Linked DNA regions of Capra hircus: region 1 is linked to region 2. A link is a contact called in public Hi-C data. All regions are on one chromosome and are shown on one strand. Each heading gives the region's core, a stretch centred on a gene start, on an enhancer-like site or on the middle of the called end of the contact. The rest is flanking DNA. Distances are from core to core; before and after follow the strand shown.

Region 1 (2,942 bases), core at 128-2,627, 110 kb after region 2:
GAGCCCTGAAGCGATGTTAGGTCACTTTGAACAAACAGCATCCAGGGTTCAGCGCAGCCGCCTGAGACCTTGGGACTTGGGCTCAGACCTGACAAGGCCATCCTAGAGGGCTCCACCTGGTGACACCCAGACACACAGGGGCCGCAGGGAGATGGCAGGGAGGGTGAAGCGCGCGGCTGCAGGCGGGCGGGGGTGGGGGGTAGGGCCCCGCCTGGCCCAGAACCGGGGGTGGACTGTGTCCTCGCTGTTGGGGGGTGCGCCCTGGGGCCCAGCTCCACAGGCTGTGTCTCAGGCAGCGTGGGTCATGGGCCTGCCTGGGAGGACCCCTCCGGCTCTGCTGGCCCCGGGCGCGGGCTGCGTGACTGGGACAGGGGCCGGGGGACCGCTGCCTGGGGACCCGAGGCCCTGCCCCCGCACCCCAGCCCCCTCCGTGCGTCACCCCGTCCTGCCTTTGCTTCACTCGCTGCTCAGAGGTTGTGTCCGCCCTTGGCTCTCCCTTGAGTCCTGACCGGCCGCCCAGCTGATGGATAGACGCAGAGCTCCGAGGGGCCTGAGCAGGGCTGGATGGACAAGCCGTGTGGGCCCAGCCTCCCCTTGGGAGCTCTGGCCTCCTTGGAAGAAGCCACCACGGCCCGTGGCCCGCGGCCCCCAGCAGAGCATCCTATGACCGGGGCCGGAGAGTCCCACCTGACCCGTCACCCCAGCTCAGAGCCCGCCAGGCCCACGGTGGCTGCTCGCCCAGTCGGCAGAAGGGACTGGGGGGTCGGGCAGGGACTTGGGGGCCCCTCCACACGCTGGCCTCCCTGAGCCAGGCGGGCCCCCGACCCTGAAGGCAGTGGGGCTGGGCTGTGGAAGGGGCTGGGGTTGGCCTTTCTCTGTGGCAGCCACAGAGCCCAGGCCTGGGAACTGGCTTGGAGAAGAGCAGGGAGGGTCTCTGGCTTTACAATCACGTGGCTGTGAGACTCGGAAAGTTCTGCTTTTAGGAAAACGGTACATGACCTCGGTCCTCCTGGGCCCCAGAGTTCTGCCCACCCAGAGTCTCCCGGCCACCAGGCACAAGAGCAGGGGCCGCGGGCGGGGTCATCCCGGGAGATCAGGAGGTGTCGCCCGCACTTTACCATTAAGGGGGCCCCGGTCTCCGTCCAGAGTGGATGCCGCGTGGACACAGGCCCGTGCCTGAACTCTGCGAACGCGCGGGGCATCTAGCCCAGACCGCTGACTGACCCAAGCGCCCGAAGTTGGGCCGCCGGCCTTGGCTGCATTCCTTAGTTTCTAGCGCCACCTGCTGGAGTTGCGCGGAATTACACCTGCTCTGCGCGCTCTGTTCATCTGGAGCCCAGCCAGGCCGCCGTCTGCAGGAGCCTGAGCAGGAACCGCCCGCTGAGAGGCTCTGGGATCACAGGGGCGTGGCCACCGCGCCCCGTCCTAGGGACGCAAACCAGTGCCACCTGCCTGTTGTGCGGGCCCTTCCCGGCAGCTTGGGATGAGGCCCCCGCTGGGACAGAGGGACACCAGGAGACGTTCGGATCGGTGGTCAGAGCAGGGTTTAGCGGAAGTCGGAGAGCCAGCACAGTGCTTGTGCAGATGGCCAGCTTCTCCGAGTCGAAATGACTCCAGCAAAAAGGGCTTCCAGAACCTGCAGGGTGGACCTGCCCAGCAGCAGTCAGGGCAGCCTCCTCGGGACCCCAGGGTCTGCCTGTTTGGGGGCCACAGGACTGTTTGCTGAGTGAGGAGCTGGGTGTGTGAAGGGCTTCCGACTGACGGCCTTTCCTTGTGGGGACGCGGCCGGGGACCAGAGTGAGCAGCCAGGGGTCACTCGTCCTCCCTGGGATGCACCCTGGGAAGTGGCCACCCAGATGGGACTCAGAGCACAGCCTAGAGGAGGAAGCGCTCTCCCATGGAAGCACCGTTGAGGGGCCCACAGACCGCCCGAGTGCCAGGAGCCAGAAGCAGCAGCAGACGCAGACAAACACCAGGACGGGGACAGCTGAACTAACAGCAGAGCCTCGGACACACGTGCGTGGCTGCTGTGGGCATGGAAAGACTGTGCGGGCGCCTGGGGCCGGGGTGCGCCTGTGGGAGGTGTGGGGAGGGTGTGGCAGACACGGCCTGGACAGAATGGAGGCTTTATTCTGGTGAAGAAGGGCGACTCTCTGCTATGACATCAAAGAAAGAGCCTGAATGTTAGTTGGGAAGTTGCAAGATAGTAAATAAACTTTCATTTCAGTTCCCAGAACAGCAGAGAACGATGGTGTTTTCCAGTAACAGGGCTCATATTCATGGAAACTCAAGCTGGTGCTACATGTAAATTAAACTCTGAAAAACAACAGAAAGGGGAGGAAAGGAAATCCAGCCTGATGAGGACAAGGGGGTGAGTCCATGGCGCCTGGGCGGGATGTCCACGGCGCCTGGGCGGGATGTCCACGACGCCTGGGCGGGATGTCCACGGCGCCTGGCTGGGTCACCTGGGCCCTTCTGGCCTCACAGCCTCTCAGCAGCTGCAGTGCTCCAGACACCACAGCCACCAGCTGCAGGTGCAGGGAGGGGCTAGGAGGAGAGCTTGGAGTAGCTGGGCGGGGACAGTTTCCGCTTCAAGTACTTCAGGACATAGAGAGGGAGGCAGCTGACCACTGTGATGGCTGACACTTTCCACACGAAGGTCACAGTCGTGATAAAGGCAACATCTGTGGGAGAGAAAGCCCAAACAGGTCTCAGGGTGCTGGGGTTGTGGCCCCCCTCCGCCTGCACCCAGGTTATCACAAATGTGGGCCTGGCAGAGCCTCGGGGTCCCTGTGAAGGCACCATTCTGCCTGTACCAGGGGAAGGGTTCCCAACAGGAGGCAGGAACCCCCCATGTTCAGGGGCAGATGCGTGCAATGCAGCCTGTGATGGGTTGGACCTTCTGGGCCCATCTGGAGTCAGCAGAACCATCTTGGCTAGCC
Region 2 (2,700 bases), core at 100-2,599:
CCCTGGGACCGCTGGCCAGCCTTCTGAGGTTAGCACCATCCACTGAAGGGCCATGAAAGTGAGCATCTTCCTGGCCAGCCTGGGATCTGCAGTTAGACGTGGCCGTGGCCGCACTGGACTGGGGCTCGTTCCTCACTTGGTTTCTCGAGCGGAGAGAAGCTTCTGCACGAGCACACGAAACTGATGAGGGACCCTGGGGCAGGAGCGGCCTCTGCCGACGGTGGGCGGCTGCCGCACGCACAGGGCCACCTTCCTTGGAAGCCAGGGGCAGCTGTCGAACAAGATTGATTGTCACCAGGAGAGTCCTCTGTGAGAATCGGCACATTAGACGATGCTGGAATTTCTAAGTTTCCTCAGAGGCGAAGCCAGCTCTTGGATGGCATGGTTTCAAGGAGGCTGGCATGGACAATCCTCCAGCAAGGCTCGAAATCCCACCAGCACCTTCCAGCCATTAGCTCCAGTTGGGAAGACAGAGGCCCCATCTCAGCGTGCGAATGCGGTGGGTGGGCAGTGGTTCCTGGGGCACGGCGCTCAGTGGAGAAGGCCACCGGGATCAGGCAGTGGTGTCCCCCATGGAGGGAGGAGGAGGTGGGAGCACACAGGCCCTGGAGACCCAGCTGTGGAGTCGTCAGCTGCTGGGAGGGTTGACAGGTGGGACGGGGACAGTGCCCGAGGCTGGGGCACCGAGGGGCAGAAGGGACCCAAGGTGGCTTGGGGAGTGAGCCGGACTCACGTACTGGTGCAGGGCCTCGATCTGCCACCGTCCAGGGCCTCACCTCACAGTGGGGAGTTACAGGAGCGAGCCTTCCCCGCAGTTAGCGCGGAGGATGCGGCCCTGCAGAGCGGGAGGGGCGGGAGCGGGGCCTCCTGACGCGCCTCGTCTTGGGCCGCTCCTGACACGGCTCCTCGTGCTTGTTCACGCCCCTGTGGGTTTACTCATCCACACATTCGCTCAGAGGTCAGCAACGTGGGATCGGCTGTTTAAGCAGACGTCAAGCCCTTACCTGGTTCGGCCAGGGCGGTGCAGGCAGCGGCCGTGGCGTCTGTGTCCATGGGGAGGCGGGCCGGGCCAGTCCACCTGGGAGAAGCTGGTTCCCACGGCCCGGCCGGTGCGGGGCTCAGACATGGTGACTCAGTGGGTGGCTCCCGGTCACATGAGTCACAGAGCCGCCGCCCAGCCGGGCGCTGCAGGTGTCCGCCTGGGTGTGACCGTTGAAACCGGCCCCACCAAACACTGCAGGTTCATCTAGCACTTCGTTTGCCCAACTTTGAAGTCACCAGACAAAAGCCTGGACGGCCTTTGGCAAAGTCGACGTGAGTTTCTCTGCTCACTCCACTTCGCAGGTGTCGCTGTTAATCCTATAAAAGCGGCTCCTCCGGCCCTGGAGGACCGTCCCGGCCAGGCCCACCTGGGCCCCCACGGCGCCCGAGGCCCCCGCCCCACCCCCAGGAGGTGGCAGAGCAGAGCCGCCCGGTCGGGACTCACACGTGTGCAGAGGCGATGCCAGCGCCGGCTCCTCGGGGCCAGTGCCAAAGAATACATTCCTGCTGGGCTGAGTCACGGCTGGTCGAGCCCCACGCGCGGCAGCAGGGGCTCAGCGAGCTCTGGGGCAGCGGCCCCACAGCGGGCGTGACGGGGAGAGGCAGGGGCCCTCGGGGCAGCCGTGGCCCAGCATTCCCCCGGATGCTGGTGTGCGGTCCCTGGGGTCTCAGACGCGGGCACTCGAGCTTCTCTACGTGCTCAGTGAGCCATGCGGGCCGGCTCCCCTCCCCTGGGACTTGTGGGCCCCCTGGAGCTGCCCGTCTCTGGGCGAGGGCAGGCAGACCTGCTCGGGACCTGGTGGACACGCAGCCTGCATCTTCCAGGGAACGACACGCGAGAGGGATTTAGCACAAGAGCAACAGGGCAGGGTCCGGCCTCAGGTGACTGGGGACGACTGGCTGCCAGCTGTGGAGCCAGAGCGCAGCGCTGGGCGATGAGAACGTCGGAGAAAGTCCCTGTTCCTCCCGGCGCGCCGTCATTCTGCACGGCTCCGTCCGCGAGGGGTGCAGGAGGCTGGGGCCCAGGCCCAGCGCGGGGACGTGCCTGAGCCCGTCAGCGAGGCTGGCCTTCATTTCTGTAATTTCCTAGAGAGGTCCTGCCTGGCCGTTCACTTTCTCGGGAGGTTAAATGAAGGCTTGAAAGAAAGATGGCAGAGCACACACATGCTCCGTTCTCCTCTGTAACAGGAGCGGTTCCAGCGGTGGTGACCTGTCCTGTTACCAAGAAAGGCGCAAATATATTCAGTTTCAGAGGAGGGGTAGAGGCCTGGCCCAGGTGGAGGGGTGTGGTGGGGGCAGGGGGCAGCATGGAGGCCCGTGGGCAGGAGGAGTGGAGGCCTGGCCCAGGTGGAGGGGTGGGGTGGGGTGGGGTAGGGGCAAGGAGCAGCATGGAGGCCCGTGGCCAGGCTGGCTGACTGGGCAGCACGTGGACAGGCCCAGCAGCGGCGTTAGGCACCCCCAGGGGTGAGGGTGTCTCCCAGACACACACTCAAGTCCAGCCCTGGGGTCCCCAAACGGGCCCTTCTGCACACGTGACTGAGATGAGCTCGTGCTGGAGCAGGGTGGCCTGCGCCCAGCATGAGGGCTGCCCTTGAGGAAAGGGCACATTTGGACATGGACACACCCAGGAAGAGGCCGTATGACCACGGAGACAGAGAG

What was found. Hi-C and Micro-C count contacts between places; a contact is called where the count stands out from the background.
Region 1: a Hi-C map of blood shows a contact between it and region 2, with 2.1 times the contacts expected there. The contact joins two enhancer-like sites. A contact is called at or near these places in 2 of 5 Hi-C or Micro-C datasets (both in blood).

Annotation. Positions count from the first base shown.
Region 1 is chr24:752,239-755,180 of ARS1.2, forward strand. ATP9B (probable phospholipid-transporting ATPase IIB) reads right to left here. Exons shown (of 27, transcript XM_018039529.1): 27 at 2,110-2,684. The coding sequence ends at 2,548. Among named protein-coding and RNA genes, the nearest start is that of NFATC1, 12 kb to the left of the region's middle. Within about 2 kb of position 1,378, at least 3 of the 5 cell types and tissues checked have an H3K27ac peak or open chromatin away from gene starts, as enhancers often do.
Region 2 is chr24:639,817-642,516 of ARS1.2, forward strand. No RefSeq gene overlaps it. Among named protein-coding and RNA genes, the nearest start is that of CTDP1, 54 kb to the left of the region's middle. Within about 2 kb of position 1,350, at least 3 of the 5 cell types and tissues checked have an H3K27ac peak or open chromatin away from gene starts, as enhancers often do.